Regions from separate parts of the Sus scrofa genome. Here region 2 is linked to region 1. Evidence: chromatin contacts called from public Hi-C data. All regions are on one chromosome and are shown on one strand. Each heading gives the region's core, a stretch centred on a gene start, on an enhancer-like site or on the middle of the called end of the contact. The rest is flanking DNA. Distances are from core to core; before and after follow the strand shown. Region 1 holds the start of FLNB (filamin-B). Region 2 holds the start of RPP14 (ribonuclease P protein subunit p14).

Region 1 (7,928 bases), core at 2,285-4,784:
AGCTCCTTTTCCTCTAAAGGGTGGAGACAGAGCAAATTGTCTCTTTATATTTTGCTTCTCTTTCTTGCTGGCAGGGTATGACATTGGTGTAAAATTACAACTGAGAAGGCCTCCACCCTGGGGGAAAGGACATAAATGCATCTGGGGAGGACATAAATTCATTTTGCAAGTCCTGGTTCTTCCTCTCTGTTCCCTTTGGAAAGTGGGCTTCTAAACCTGGAATTTCCAGTCTTCGCTCTTTGTTGTCTACTCACGTCATCATCACAATAACCACAGCAGCATCAGCTCTCTTGGCAGAAAAGTACATGCTAAGTGCTCTACACATAGCTTCTCACTTGTCAAAACTCCTAAGAGGTATATTGTTGATGTAGGTTGCAAGTAAGGAATCAAAGTCAGGGGCAGCCCAGGCCCTGCATTTAATCATGACTATTGTCTTTCTTAGCCCTTCCTTAGTATCCAGTGTTTCTCACTCTGTGATCTTAGGTCTTTGACTACCCTTCTCCACCTCAGTTTTGTTACCTGTAAAATGGAGATAATAATAACACCTCCTGGATTTGTTGTGATGATTAGAGAAGAATGACAGAAGCTTCTATTATTATTATCACTTCTACTATTTTTACTGTTATGAATATCTTGACATGCTACCCTAGCTGTGGACTCCAAGATGTTCAGAAACCTCAGAAAGCAGGTTCACCTGGAACCCCTCTCACAGGGCTGGGGTTCCTAAAGTGTGGAGGAAGGTTTCATAAGGTCAGGATCCTGGGGAGAGCATTATGGGTTTCCAGCTCATTAACTGGTTGATTTCTATATCAAGCATATCTCTATGCCTGCACTGTCTGGTATGACTGCCACCAGCAGCCAAAGGCAGCTCCTGAGCTTGGGCAATGCGCCAGGTCTGATTTAAGATACACTTTAAGTATAAAATTCACATCAGATTTTGAAGACAGTAACCCCCAAAAGGAAATACATAAAAACATTTAAAAATAGGGATGGTAAGTTGAAAGGATAACCTTTTGAATATATTAGGGAGGCTAATCAACTTGTTCTGGTTTGCCAGAGGCTTTCCTACTTTTAGCAATGAAAGGCCTGCATATTAGGAAATTCTTTAATCTTGGGCAAACCAGGATAGTTGGTCAGTCTAACTTTGGTTAAAATTTATAATTAGTTTCACCTGTTTCCTTTTCCTTACCAACCCCCCACCCCCGCTCTTTTTTTGGCCATGCCCATGGCATGTGGAAGTTCCAGACCAGGGATCAAACCTGTGCCACAGCAGTGATAATACCGGATCCTCAACCCACTGAGCCACGAGGGACCTCCAAGATTTTGTATTTATATATATATATTCTTTTTTCTCACATTATCCTCCATCCTGTTCCATCACAAGTGATTAGATATAGTTCTCTGTGCTATACAGCAGGATCTCATTGCTTATCCACTCCAAATGCAATAGTTTGCATCTATTAACCCTAAACTTCCAGTCCATCCCACTCCCTCCTCCTCCCCCTTGGCAACCACAAGTCTGATCTCTAAGTCCATGAATTTCTTTTCTGTGGAAAGGTTCATTTGTGCCCTATATTAAATTCCAGATATAAATGATATCATATGGTATTTGTCTTTCTTTTTCTGACTTCACTTCGTATGAGAGTCTCTAGCTCCATCCATGTTGCTGCAAATGGCATTATTTTGTTCTTTTTATGGCTGAGTAGTATTCCATTGTGTATACATACCACATCTTCTTAATCCATTCATCTGTCAATTGACATTTAGGTTGCTTCCATGTCTTGGCTATTGTGAAGATTTGGTATTTATTGTCTTTGTCAGGCAAACCTGTAGAATGCAGTTAAAATGCTCCCTGCAAAAATGCATGCCTTGAGGTGTTTGGCCCTCATCTTTTATCAAATATTGATAAAGGGCCACTTAAAGACCTTGTCACTAAGGCTACCCTCCTCCATCATGCTCCATCATGGTTGCTGAGTCCTGGTCACTCCGCATAAACTGCTTTCTAGTGAACTCTTAAGTGTCTTCTAATTGGATGGAGAGTTTCACCAGACACATCCTAAGACAAGGATGTCTCACTCAGAGTGAAGTGGACTGGATATTAATTTACATGCAGAACTTAAATTTAGTTATTCGTGTCAAGGTCTGGTGAAAACAGAAATATCTCATAAGAAAGGAGAACTTTAGGAGTTCCCATCATGGCTCAGCAGTTAACAAATCCCACTAGCATCCATGAGGATTTGGGTTTGATCCCTGGCCTTGCTCAGTGGGTTAAGGATCCGGCATTACTGTAAGTTGTGGTGTAGGTCGCAGACGTGGCTCGGAGCGGAGGTGCTGTGGCTCTGGCATAGGCTGGCGGCTACAGCTCCAATTAGACCCCTAGCCTGGGAACCTCCATATGCTGCGGGTGTGCCCCCCCCCCCAAAAAAAGAACTTTGGTGCATTATCAGCTGCTGAGTGAGCTGAAGTGATCGCATTAGTCCCAGTCTCACCTAATAGCAGAGAGGATGTCCCTTTGGGAATGAGGCCCTGGCTGATACATTTTGATGAGTGCCTTTGGGTGGAAGAAAGCATGAGGAACAAGAACCCTTGGGCACGGGGTAGGTAACATTACCAACACTGCCTACTGGTGAATCTGCTACTCACAAAGGCAAGGCCCAAGCTGGGAAGAGCATGGGGGCTTTTAGGTGTAGTACATACTTTGGAGTTAGACCTAGGTTCAAGTTCAGCTTTATCCAGTCCTTACCAACTGACCTCCAGCAAATCTCTTCACTTAATCACTCAAGAGGGGAATGAGCCTTCAAAAAATTATTGATCTCAACAATGGGCTAGGGTCAGGGCCAGGTAATAATACCTTCTCTCCCTCAAGGCTGTTTTGAGCATTTCCAGTGAGTGAGGCAATCTGTCAGAAGAAAGCACTTTACCTTGTTTACAAATGACCTGTTATAGAGCATCCCAACCACAGATCTGCTGGCTTCTTCCACAGCTGGAAGCCCTTGACATTCATTCTGCCCAATGCCTCTTCCCAGATGGATCCTTAAGATAATTAGAGGAAGATGTGACTATGGAGAATGGGAGAGATAACAGTGTAGAAAAACTCAGCCTGATGTGGCTGGTTTTGAAGATGGAGGAAGAGGACATAGCCAAGAAATTCAGGAAGCTTCCAGAAGTTGGAAAGGGCAAGGGAATGGATTCTTCCCTTGAGCCTCCAGAAAGAAATGCATCCTGCCAATACCTGGATTTTAGCTCAGTGAGACAAGTGAGGGACTCTAAACTAAAAAAAAGCAAGATAACAATGTGTGTTTTTGTTTTTTAAAAACAGAGCTTTGGTAATTTGTTACAGGAGCATTAGGAAACTAATACACACAGTAAATTATCATTCATTTGTATCACTGCCATTAAGCTTTTTGTGATGGTTTTATATTTTTCTCATATATTAGTCTATGAAGTCTAGGTTAAGTTATAAGTTTGTCTTATCATTGGTTGGCAAGCTCTAGGAAGGTTAGCACGCAGTAGGCACTCAATAAATACTGTGACTGACAATTCATACGAGTTTAATTAATATGAAAAGTAAAATGTCCATTACTTTCACGATGTCCTCCAGGACCTAACATAGTGCCTGGCACAGCAGGAACTCAATAAAAATCCTTATGGAATCTTATTGAACCTAGATGGAAAAAGTACCTTCTGCACCAACTCCATTCCCTGTGATCTACGCCGTCGTCCCTGTCCATTCCGTCCAGCCCAGATCCCTACTTCTGCAAGTGCCCTCACTATGGGACCTGGTGACCTTCCTCTTGAGTAGCCGGACATCTCCTGCCTAGCTTTCTTCTGCAGAGGCAATGAACACCGAGCGCCGGTCCCGGACGCCTTGCAGCTCGCAGGGCGCAGTGCTCATTTGGAGCTGCAGGGGGCAAGCGTGACCCGGGAACTCCCGCCAGAGGGTCGGGACGGGGCGGAGCTTCAGGGGCGGGTCGTCTCAGTGCGCAGGCGCGGGGCCAGGCGCCTCGCGCGGCCAGGGGCAGGCGGGCGCAGAGCAGTCCCGGCCGCGGCTTTGGTAGCAGCGAGTTCGAGCCCCGCTCCCGCTCCGCTTTGGTTTTCGCTCCCCCGGCCCTTGGGCCTCCCGACGCCAGTCCCCGGCAGCTCACTGCTCATAGCGCTCTCCCCGCCGCCAAGATGCCGGTAACCGAGAAGGATCTGGCGGAGGACGCGCCTTGGAAGAAGATCCAGCAGAACACGTTCACGCGTTGGTGCAACGAGCACCTCAAGTGCGTGAACAAACGCATCGGAAACCTGCAGACCGACTTGAGCGACGGGCTTCGGCTCATCGCGCTGCTGGAGGTGCTTAGCCAGAAGCACATGTACCGCAAGTACCACCAGCGGCCCACCTTCCGCCAGATGCAGCTTGAGAACGTGTCCGTGGCGCTCGAGTTCCTGGACCGTGAGAACATCAAGCTCGTGTCCATCGGTGAGTGCCCTGGCCGAGCCGTGCGCCGGCGTGTACTTCTCGCGCCCCCGCGCGTGCGCCCCTGAGGAGACTGAGGCTCCCTGTCGCGCGCCTCCGCCGCGTCCAGCAGCCACCGGCTGGATGTGGGCACAGAGGCCGGGGTGGGTGGGGGTGAGGACAAAGGGGACCTAGGCACCCTCCTGCATGCCGTTCCCTGGGGTGCTGTCTTACAGTGATAGTTCCTTGCCTTGCGCCGGGGCCGTGCGCCTTTGGCGGGCGATGGGTTGAGGGTTCATGTTGGGGCCGCTTGGGGGGAGTGCGGGCTGTGGCACTTGGGGTGCCCCTGCGGAAGCTGGGGGACTGGAAACCTCTGGTCGGCAGTCCCCGGGGGTGGGGCCCTAGTCAGACGCTCCCTGGAGCGCTCGCCCAGCTGCGCCCAGGCCGATGCGCTGGGCGGTCGCCTGATGGGCGTTGGCTCGGAGGCCAGGTGCGGAGGCCTTGGGGAGGGAGTGTGCTCCGAAACTGGGGCCCTGCCGCCTAGGTGGAGACGGGGGCCTGGGACCCTCCCTCGCCGTCTCCGGAAGGGGAGCCCGGGGGTGTGGCATTCGCGCTCGCTCTGGCCCCGCGCTGCGAGCTGAGCCAGCTCTCGCCTCTGAAGATACTATTGAGAGTCGGCGGCGGTAGCGGCCGCTTGTAGGGAGCTAGTGCGCGCTGTGTGCCAACAGCCTCCTGTTAACTCGGTCCTTACACACCCCGTGAGTTGGGGCGTGTAAGACAAGAGGGTCCAGAGGGTTAACGGGCTTGCCCAGGGCTATGGAAGTAGAGAGGGTCTAGCCGAGAATTGAAGGAAGCGGGTGACAATTAAAGGAGACTTGGCCTTCCTCTCCCCGCCCTCCCCACACCAGGGTCTTCCTGAGAGGAGGGAGGGAGTTGGCGTTGGGTTCCTCTCCCCCCAAGGCTGGGGAGGAGTGATGAGGGTGAGGTCCCCGCTAGGACCAGGGCTAGTGGAGGGCTTCCCGCAGGGTCATAAGGCTGCTGAGGGTGTGGGTTGTAAGGGTAGGAGTCAGGGGTGTGTAGTGTGCGTTTGTGAGTATATGTGCAGTCTGTGCACAGCGTGGTGTGCACATACATTGTATGCATGTTCTGCCAGGTGAGCCTCTTGCCATTGAGCAGCTGGCCCAGGCCTGGGTCTAGGGTCCCTTCTTGAGGAGGCCAGGCCTTCTATTAACCCCCTGACAGGAAGGAGGGGCATTGGGTGTGACTGCTGGGACTTTCCAGCCTAAAAGGGGTTCCCTCTGGGCTGAGTCTCCTCATCCTCTCCCCACCCTCCCCCACACCTGTCCTGGCAGGTGGGGCTGCTTCCTGGGCCCAGGCAGCAGCCACCGCCCCGTCAGCCTCCCTCTGGAGGGTGGCTTCCCTGCACAAGGAAGCTGTGTGGCATGCTCTCTTCTTTTGGGGGCCCATCTTCTGTAATGAGGGAAGGGGGAACCTCAGATTTCTCCTGGAATTCTTTCCTTTTCAGAAACCAGCTTTCCCACTGAGGAATCTCCAGGGCTACAGGGCTCAACTTGGATCCCTTGTTCTTTGCCTGAAAAATGTGTATTTATTTAATTAACTGAACAAAGAAACTTAAAGTAAACCAGGAGTATCCAAACATGCATGGCAAGAAATCTTAAAAACCAAAACAAACATCAGACCACAGCACCAGAAAATCCTGGACTGCCCACTTTACCAACTGTTGACAGAGTCTGCAGCTGCCTCCCGCATGGCTTCCCTTTGGTGCCCTGAAATTGAGGGTCTCATTCTAGAGTTTGTCTGGTCCCTTACATGTTTCTACTTGATCCTTGTGATTTTCATTCCTGAACCCACCCAGGCCATAGCTTCTTCCCTTTTCCTGACATTCCAGGGTTAGCCTCCCCTTCCCCAGTTGTGGCCTGTGGATTGTTGGCAGCTTCTTGCTATGGACCTCTTCCCACCACAATTTATATTGTTTTATTTTATTTTCTCCTTTTATTTCTTTATTTTTTTTTTGTCTTTTGGACTGCACCTGCGGCATATGGAGGTTTCCAGGCTAGGGGTTTAATCAGAGCCATTGCTGCCAGCCTACGCCAGAGCCACAGAAACGCCAGATTATTAACCCACTGAGCGAGACCAGGGATCGAACCCTCAATCTCATGGTTCCTAGTCAGATTCATTTCTGCTGTGCCATGATGGGAACTCCTATTTTCTCCTTTTAAATGATTTCTTGGATCCTATTCCCCAGAGTGGCATTTCTGGGTCAAAGGGTGTGACCATTTATGACTCCTATCATTGGCTGCCTAGTTGTTCTCCAGAAAGATCTTCCAACAAACAGGTTTTCCAGCCTCTGGAGGCTGAGAAAGACTTGCCAAGTGCCAGGACTCCTAAGAGGGTAATGCCTGAGGCCTCTTCCCTGGGGCTGTGCTGGGTAAAGGCCCTTCAGAAAAAAATTCACATCCAGGTGGACCTCAGTTCAGGCATTCAGTGCTTATGCTATGTTGCATTGTGCTGACAAGGATAGGAGCTCCCGTTTGGGGGCAGCTGCTAGGCCTTTAGTGTGTTCCATTGATCACTTCATTGAATCACCTCCAGTTCTGGTTTCTTTGTCTTTATTTGCTTTCGGCAAGTCCCTGGAAGGGTTAAGGCCTGGCCCCAATCCTGGCCAAGTGCTTAGAAAATGGTTGTTGTTATTGCCTTGGTTGTTGTTAGTATTATTACATCTTTTTAAAGTTGGGGAAATGGGAGTGAAGTCACTTGTGGAGGTCACCCAGCTGGTAAGTGTTGATGGGAACCCAGCTGTGCTGAGTTGTTGAAATTGGTCCTTAACTGACCTACCTTTCAGTATCAGAAATGAGTAAAATACAGCCCCTCTCCCCTTACCAGAAAGCTCATGGGAACACTAGGTTTTGCAAGTCTGGAATGTTGGGGTTGTGTTTAGATATCCACACTTTGAGCGAGACTTTATTATGTGAGGAGCGAAATTAATCCTCTGAACTCTGATGAGGGTCCATGAGATGAGTGTCATGTCAGGAGGTGAGCAGGATCAGTTTGCATCTTGCATGTTGTGTGGAGGGGATGGCTGCCCTGTCTTCACTGTTTTTTTTGCTTTGTTTTTTTTTTTTTGAGATTTCCTGCTACCTTCTGGATATCATTTCACTCCATAATCTGTGGAGGTATCTGAATGAATATAGAGTTTTGTATATTTTGGATAACTCCCAACAATGTATGTTGTGGGAATCATTAGAGTTGTGTATAGGCGCCAGCTATGAGACATGAAGTGGTCAAAGGCTGCCAGAGCACTGTGGCTTTTCTGCTTAAAATTCACCGAAAGAAAGCCCTGGCTGTTGATGTTAGTGATTCCTTGTAAGGTGGGCCCATCCTAGGCTCCATCCCAAACTTGAAGCACTCATTCTTATACCCAGGGCAGTTCATAGTGAGGCCTCAGCATATTCAATTCTAGTTGTCT
Region 2 (7,928 bases), core at 3,068-5,567, 270 kb after region 1:
TCTAGGTCTTTCTCTATCTCTCTTCCCCCACCTCTTGCCTCATCTCTGTTTCATCACTTTGTCTCCTATTGCTGTCAGAATTCGGCCTCCATCTGCCAGTGCAGAATTGAAACACAGAGGCGGAGTTTTGAGTAAAGGAGAAAAAAATAGCTTTATTGCTTTGCCAGGCAAGGGGTGGGAGCACAGCAAGCTAATGCTTTCAAGACTATGCCCCCCATTAGAAAGAATTGTGAGGAGTTTTATACTAAAAAGGAGAAAAACGGGTTTTCAGATAGGAATCAGGATTGGGACAAACAGGCATTCTTCTTTCTTTGGGGGAATCTTAGTCATCAAAGCTGGAGTCGAGAGATCTGGCATGATCATGATAGTGGTCTTCTGGATTATTGCCTAGAATAACTGTACTTGTAAAAAGGGCATATTGATCACAGATTAGAACAAAATAGGAAAGTTCCTGAAAAACATCAAGTACTAATAATCTTTAACCCACGGGCAATTGTGCTCAGGCTGCCTAATCTTTAGTTTATGGGTGATTGTGTTTAGGGTGCAATGAAGTCAGGGAGAAGGACAAGGAAGGACTCTAGGCTGTTCAGTTTTAAAGTATTCATTTCTAAAGAAGCATAAGGAATAGAACTTTTAAGTGTATAAGATGCCTACATCATTATGTGTATCCCTTGAGAGGGAACCAGGATCCTGCCCAAATGCTGTACTATTTTTTCTTGACTGTTCCTCCCTGGTCTTTGCATCCCCTTCCTTCCCTGATCAGCAACTGTCTGAACCTGACCCTAGGAACTCAGGGAAGGTCATGGTGGCTGAATGAGGCCGATTTCTTAAGAATGACAAATGGGGGACACATAAAGTCTTTTGTTCCCAGGAGCCCCACAGGGCTATGTTCAGTTTCAATATCTGTCTGTCTCCATCACCATATGCACAGGCACACACAGCAACACTCCCCTAACAGATGGAAGCCTGACTCTTCTGATCCTTCATTTTTCAAATCTTCCTACATCACTCTTTTAACCATATGGACTGGGCTTTTCCATCAGCCACTTCTCTCTCCCCTTCTCATCCCTCCCAAATTGGTTGATGTTTGCAGAACCCCTCCATTCCCTAAAAGGAAGCAAAAAAGCAGTGGGAGTGGTCACAGGTGGGACAGTGGCAATGTCCTCAAATTACCTGCCATGGTCAGGGCCAGAGGGCAACAGTTCGGAGGCTGCTGTCCTGGTAACCCCAGCTACCCTGAGGCCAAGTGTTGTTGCATTCTGAGCTGGAAATCGCCAGGATATGGGCCTGGGGTTGCCAGTGTTTGTAACTGGGATGAAGGTCTCGTGGGATCATAAGCCTAGCCAGGGGGAGAGGGAGAGAATGGACATCCTTCAAGCAACAGGACAGTCCCTGTCTCTCAGGTCCTGGAGGAATTGTTCTTTCCTTGGTTTCTGCATCTTTGGCCTCTAAACCCTCAAGGGGTTAAATGACTAGGAACCTCAGGGCACACCTAGAAGGCTGCCAAGCTCCAGCAGGGAATGAGAGGAGAAGAAAGGATTCTTAGGGAAAGAAAGTGGCACTAAGGTAACAATAAAACATGACCCAAAGTCAGTGCTGGCTGGGACTGGGTAACTGTCACTGAAGAGCAACTATGAGTGTGACTGTAGGTCTACAATCCATTACCACATCTTTCAAAGCCAGATGTGCTATTGAATTCAGAAATTTTCACCCCATCAAAAAATGGGCTGAAGATCTAAACAGACAGTTCTCCAAAGAAGACATACAGATGGCCAAAAAACACAGGAAAAGATGTTCAACATCACTCATTATTAGAGAAATGCATATCAAAACCACTCTGAGGTACCACCTTACACCAGCCAGAATGGCCATCATCAAAAAGTCTACAAACAATAAGTGCTAGAGAGGGTGTGGAGAAAAAGGAACCCTCTTACACTGTTGGTGGGATTGTAAATTGGTGCAACCACTGTGGAAAACAGGATGGAGATTCCTCGGAAAACTAAAAATAGAACTACCATTTGATCCAGCAATCCCACTCCTGGGCATCTATCCAGAGAAAACCACGACTCGCAAAGACACACATACTCCGATGTTCATTGCAGCACTATTTACAATAGCCAAGACATGGAAACAACCTAAATGTCCATGGACAGAGGAGTGGATCAAGAAGAGGTGGTACATATACACAATGGAATATTACTCAGCCATTAAAAATAATGAAATACTGGCATTCTTAGCAACATGGATGGACCTAGAAACTATCATGCTAAGTGAAGTCAGCCATACAATGAGACACCAACATCAAATGCTTTCACTGACATGTGGAATCTGAAAAAAGGACAGACTGAACTTCTTTGCAGAACAGATGCTGACTCACAGACATTGAAAAACTTATGGTCTCCGGAGGAGACAGTTTGGGGGGTGGGGGATGTGCTTGGGCTGTGGGATGGAAATCCTGTGAAATCAGATTGTTATGATCATTATACAACTACAGATATGATAAATTCATTTGAGTAATAAAAAAAGTAAAAAAAATAAAGTTAATCTTTGAATATAGATTAAAAAAAAAAAGAAATTTTCAGCTTTTTTTTTTTTTTTTTTGGCCACACCTAGAGCATATGGAAGTTCCTGGGCCATGGATTGAATCTAAACTGCAGACTCAACTTGTACCGTAGCTGTGGCAACACCTGATCCTCAACCCACTGCAGCAGGCCAGGGTTCAAACCCCCACTGCAGAGAAAATGCCAGATTCTTAATCTGTGGTGCTAGAGCAAGAACTCCAGAAATTCTCAGATTTTAGAGGGCTGTTATGGTATGTATACCATAGGTTGTATAACCCCCCGCCCCCACCCCTGTGGGGCCTGGGGCTGCTTTACATGAGCAAATGTATCCATATTTCTGATGTATACAATGTGCATATCCACAGCAAATGGGACAGAAGCTACAAAATGTTTCACCTAGGTTCAGATTAAGCATTGCACCTAATGAAGAAAGATTTAGTCTTCAGATTTTTCTTCGATTTTAGAATTGCAGATAAGGGACAGTGAGTCTGCATTTTCTTTTTTTTTTTTTTTTTTTTGTCTTTTTGTCTTTTGTTGTTGTTGTTGTTGCTATTTCTTGGGCCGCTCCTGCGGCATATGGAGGTTCCCAGGCTAGGGGTTGAATCGGAGCTGTAGCCACCGGCCTACGCCAGAGCCACAGCAAGGCGGGATCCGAGCCGTGTCTGCAACCTACACCACAGCTCACGGCAACGCCGGATCCTTAACCCACTGAGCAAGGGCAGGGACCGAACCCGCAACCTCATCGTTCCTAGTAGGATTCGTTAACCACTGCGCCACGACGGGAACTCCTGAGTCTGCATTTTCTACCTCCTCTCTCCAACCTTGGCAGATGGGGGTGGGAGGTGACATCTTAAGGAAGTCTATTCTTCCATGTGAAAGGAGAGGCATGCAGAAGGGTATGGTCCAAGACTCCCTCTTGGGAGCCTAAATTTTACTTACTATCAGTATTATAAAAATGATGCCCTATCACTTTAAAAGAAATCAAACAAAAACGAATGCTGAAACAATGTGAGGATCTCTTACACCCTCCACACAGCCCAATCCTTCCTCCATCAGTCCCCTTGGGACCCATCTAGACATTATACTTATGTGTCTATGTATGTATGTGCATACCTAGACACAGACACATGTCTAACTGGAGGAGGCTGTTACCACCGAACCTAAGTTCGACTGCTTGCCGCTTGAAAGGCTAATAGTGCCTGGCATACGTAAGCATTTGATTAATATTAGCTATTAATACTACTATTATTATTAATCCACACTGTATGGGGTTTTGTTTATTTCATGAATACAAGTGCCCTATCTTTTGTTTCCAACATCTAGCACATAATACGGGCTCAGTAAGTACTTATTTAATAAACGAATAAATGAAACTATTGTCTTAGATTTGGAAATAGGGCTATCTGGGACTTTTCATGTCAATCCAGACAGAAAAACTATGTGCTATGAGCCAAAAGAGACACTGAGAACGGGTCTTGCCCTTGGGGAATACTTTACATAGGAGATGCTCAGCAGAAGAAATGCTAGATACAATTTTTCTGAACGAATGAATACCTGAGTAAATGAATGACTAAGAAAAAAGCTCTCAGTCTGAATACGCCCTCAGTCACACACGGCTTGCCGCACCAGAGGCTGAGTGGGCACGAGAGGGCGCTAAGCCTGGCGAGCTTCAGATCCCGAGTCACGCCCGGGTCCTTCGGGAAAACGCCGCGCTGTGACGTCATATCCGCCCGAGCCGTCACGCATCCGGGGTCGGGGCAGACAGAAGCCAAACGTAAAGACCCCGGAGTTTTCTAGTTCGTGCTTAGGCTCCAGCCTTTGCCGAGAGGTTCCAAGCCTTGAGGGATTCTTGCAGTGAATAGGAGTCAGGCTAATCTCTCGGAGAGCAGGTAGACGGAAGTACGTAGTAGCGTGGCTGTTTTCCGGCAGTGGACTTAGTTGGCCGCGCTAGTGACGCGTGGATGCGCGCGCCAGGAAGGCACGCGCAAGGCGGGAGCGACGGCAGGCAGCGCGGAGACGCCTGAGGTACCTATACAGCTCAGGTCGCTCAGCGCCCCAGGCCGAAGGCGAGGCGGTGCTGAGAATCTCCTTGGGCTTTTGTACAACGTGGTCTTTTTTGCAGAGGGCGGCGGGAGGACTGAACGGGACCACATGTGCAGGGGGCATGCACTCGGCCCCAGGTGGGCGCCCAGTCGACGCCGACGGTCATCGAAAAAAGTTAGCCTGCTTTACTTATTGTTTAAAACAGTTCAGGTGTCGAGTTCCACTGTTGTGGCAGCGTGGAAACGAATCCGACTAGTAACCATTATGTTGCTGGTTCGGTCCCTGGCCTCGCTCAGTGAGTGGGTTAAGGATACTGCGTTCCTGTGGCTGTGGTGTAAGGCTGGCAGCCCTAGCTTCCATTCGATCCCTAACCTGGAACCTCCATATGCTTTAGGTGCAACTCTAAAAAGCAAAATAAAACAAAACACCAGCCTAAGTGGCTGATAGCTTAACAATTTAATCTCCAAACAGTAGAGGACCGAGCTTTTTAAAATTTTTATATCGTTTATGTCCTGTAATTACATACTGAGTGCCTACTGTATGTGATGCACTGTTTTAGCCTCCTGGGAAACAGCAGAAAACAAGGGAAAGATGCCTGTTTCTCTTTGGATTGTACATTCTGGTAAGGCCGGGGTGGGAGGGGGGAGGAGCAGGGCGGAGTGCAGACGAGAATTAAAGAATTTCAGAGTTTCCTGGTGGCTCAGCGGGTTAAGGATCTGGTGTTGTCACTGCTATGGGGTGGTTCGACCCCAGAACTAACCCCTCGCCGCCAACGCACCCCACCCCTCCAAAAAATAAGTGGATTTCATAGTTATGTTCTGTATACCTACAGAGTGGTGTATGCTCTGAGGAAAAAATAGAGCAGTGGCGTGGGGGGGTGACATTAGATAGAAATGCCACTGGAACACATTGAGGGGTGAAATTGAGTAAAGCTATGGAGGAGGCAAGGGAATGAACCATGTGGCTGTCTGGAGGAAGAGTATTTTCAGCGAATGGAAAAGCTGGGAGGGAAAGAGCTAGGAGGCCTGTGTGGTAGAAGAGACTGAGCAGAGGAGAGTGGTAGGACAGGAGGTCAGAGGGATGGGAGGAAGCAATGGTACAGATCAGGTTGGACCTTAGATGTAAAGACTTTGGCTTTACTCAAGGCTTCAAGCCTTGAGGAAAGGGGCTTATTAAGGTTTTAATAGGGTCACCCGGTTAGATTAGGGAGGGAAGCAGGGACATCTACTGCTAATAGATAAGGTAATGAGCATCCTTGCAGCCATCAAAAAGGCCGGCTTCAGAGATGATGATAATGACAGCCACTTAGAAGTGTTCACATTTTCCCAGTGAGCCTGGTGAATGAATATACTGGGCTGTAGGGAGGGCTTCCCAGGCATCATCTCCTTTAGTTTCAGGACAACCTGCAGAGGGCGGTGCTGTCACTCTGAGACCCAGGCCTGTCAGAGGTGACTGCTCAATAAACACTTGCTCCTACAGTTTTTTTTTTAATATAAAATAAACATAATGAAAAATTTACTATTTCTAAATATACACTTCATTGGCAAGAAGTATAGTCACATAGTTGTACAACTATAACCACTATCCATTTCCAGAATACTCCTTAAGTCTTCTTTGTTATTGGCATCCTAAGCCCCAGGCCCAATCTCACTCTACCTCAGGCAGCCACCTCCACTAAGGCAATCAGTAATGTTTAATAAACACCTATTGTGTGCCAGGCAATGAATGAAATGATTGAGGATACTGTCCTCCCTGCCCTTCCAGTCAGGGGAGATTGTAGTGATTGAGAAGGGAGCACCGTGAACTACTGCAGTCCTGAAACAAGAGTTCCCACTGTGGCAAAGTAGGTCAAGGATCCAGCATTGCTGTAGCTGCATCTCAGATTTGATCCCTGGCCCAGGAACTACATGTGCTGTGGGCGCGATGGAAAAAGAAAAGAGAAATGAGACACCCTTGAATGCTACCACCATTTAATCAGTCATGTATTCAATAAGTGTTTGTTGAATACTCTGTGCCAGACTCAGGAAATACTCATATTTGTTGAATAGGTGGTTGGATGTAGTGGCTTTGACCTTGACTTCTCATTTTCTCTTGAGGTTGTCTTCTGGGAGTGGTTGGAACTGGGACCGGAGAGGTTTTTGTGAATGCTGGTCTACAGCTATGTGACCTTGGAAAAGTTCCTTTCCTTGGATAGGCTTCAATTTCCTGTCCCTTTAGTTGGGGGAACCACATATTAAACAAAGACAATGTTAAGAGATGACATACCAAGGGAGCCTAACTTACAGCAAGGTGTCAGAGAAGGGCTCTCCGAAGAAGTGATGTTCCTAGAAGAGGTGAACTTTAAGCTGGAATTTGAAGGATGAGTAGGAGCTATCCAGAGTGGAGTGAGGTGGGTGAGGAACCCAGGATAGGGGTTCTCTTCAGGGGGAACAGCATGTACTGAGCTCTTCCAAGTTCCAGATCTATTGGGAATGGCTTGAGTGCCCATTCCAGGAATTCCTTTAAGACCTTTGCTGTTTAATCTGTCTTCACAAGGCTGACAGATAGCCCTATGCAGGCCTGGCCTCTGGACTGAGAGAATAGGCAGATCCAGCATGGGGGCAGGGCAGCAGAAATCTACCCTTCATTCTGTTCATGTTCTGTGTTGACTGAGTGTAAACAGGAAGAGGACTCAGATTTTACTCCTTTATGCCTTTTTTTTTTTTTCCCTTTAAGAGCTGTCATACTAGAGTGGTCTCGGGGCTCTGGAGTGGTTGGAATCTCTTCTATTCCTTTGGGGAGGTGTGACCTGTCTTTGCCGAACCTCATTGTACTCTTCTCAAAAATGGGAATATTAATAGCTTTTACCTCATGGGATCATTTTGAAGATGGGCCCTAAGACATGTGCCATATTTAGCACAAAGTTGGGTACTCAGTGTGGGAAAATGTTTGGTGGGATTTAAATAAGAGTACAGTAGTCTGGCATATAAAATATAGAAACTTCCTTTGTATCTATATGGTAACATCAGTTTGACCAGAATTAGATGGGTTATTGTACTGGGAGTTCTTTTTAAAAATAAAATACAGGAGTTCCTGTTATGGCTCAGTGGTTAACAAATCCAACTAGGAACCATGAGGTTTTGGTTTTGATCCCTGGCCTCACTCAGTGGGTTAAGGATCTGGTGTTGCTGTGAGCTATGATGTAGGTCACAGATGCAGCTTGGATCCCACGTGGCTGTAGCTGTGGTGTAGGCCGGAAGCTACAGCTCTGATTAGACCCCTAGCCTGGGAACCTCCATATGCATGGGTGTGGCCCTAAAAAGCAAAAAAAAAAATAAAAATAAA

What was found. A called contact is a pair of places that touch in the nucleus more often than the background predicts.
Region 2: a contact with region 1 is called in a Hi-C map of alveolar macrophages, with 2.1 times the contacts expected there. The contact joins the promoter of RPP14 here to the promoter of FLNB in region 1. A contact is called at or near these places in 3 of 5 promoter capture datasets (fetal liver, fetal skeletal muscle and liver) and 6 of 47 Hi-C or Micro-C datasets (alveolar macrophages, embryonic fibroblasts, fetal heart ventricle and 3 more).

The regions. Positions count from the first base shown.
Region 1 is chr13:39,785,725-39,793,652 of Sscrofa11.1, forward strand. It overlaps FLNB (filamin-B), which reads left to right and starts at 3,535. Exons shown (of 46, transcript XR_002337597.1): 1 at 3,535-4,465.
Region 2 is chr13:40,057,861-40,065,788 of Sscrofa11.1, forward strand. It overlaps RPP14 (ribonuclease P protein subunit p14), which reads left to right and starts at 4,318. Exons shown (of 6, transcript XM_021069098.1): 1 at 4,318-4,586. It overlaps LOC100515579 (hydroxyacyl-thioester dehydratase type 2, mitochondrial), which reads left to right and starts at 4,289. Exons shown (of 5, transcript XM_021069097.1): 1 at 4,289-4,586.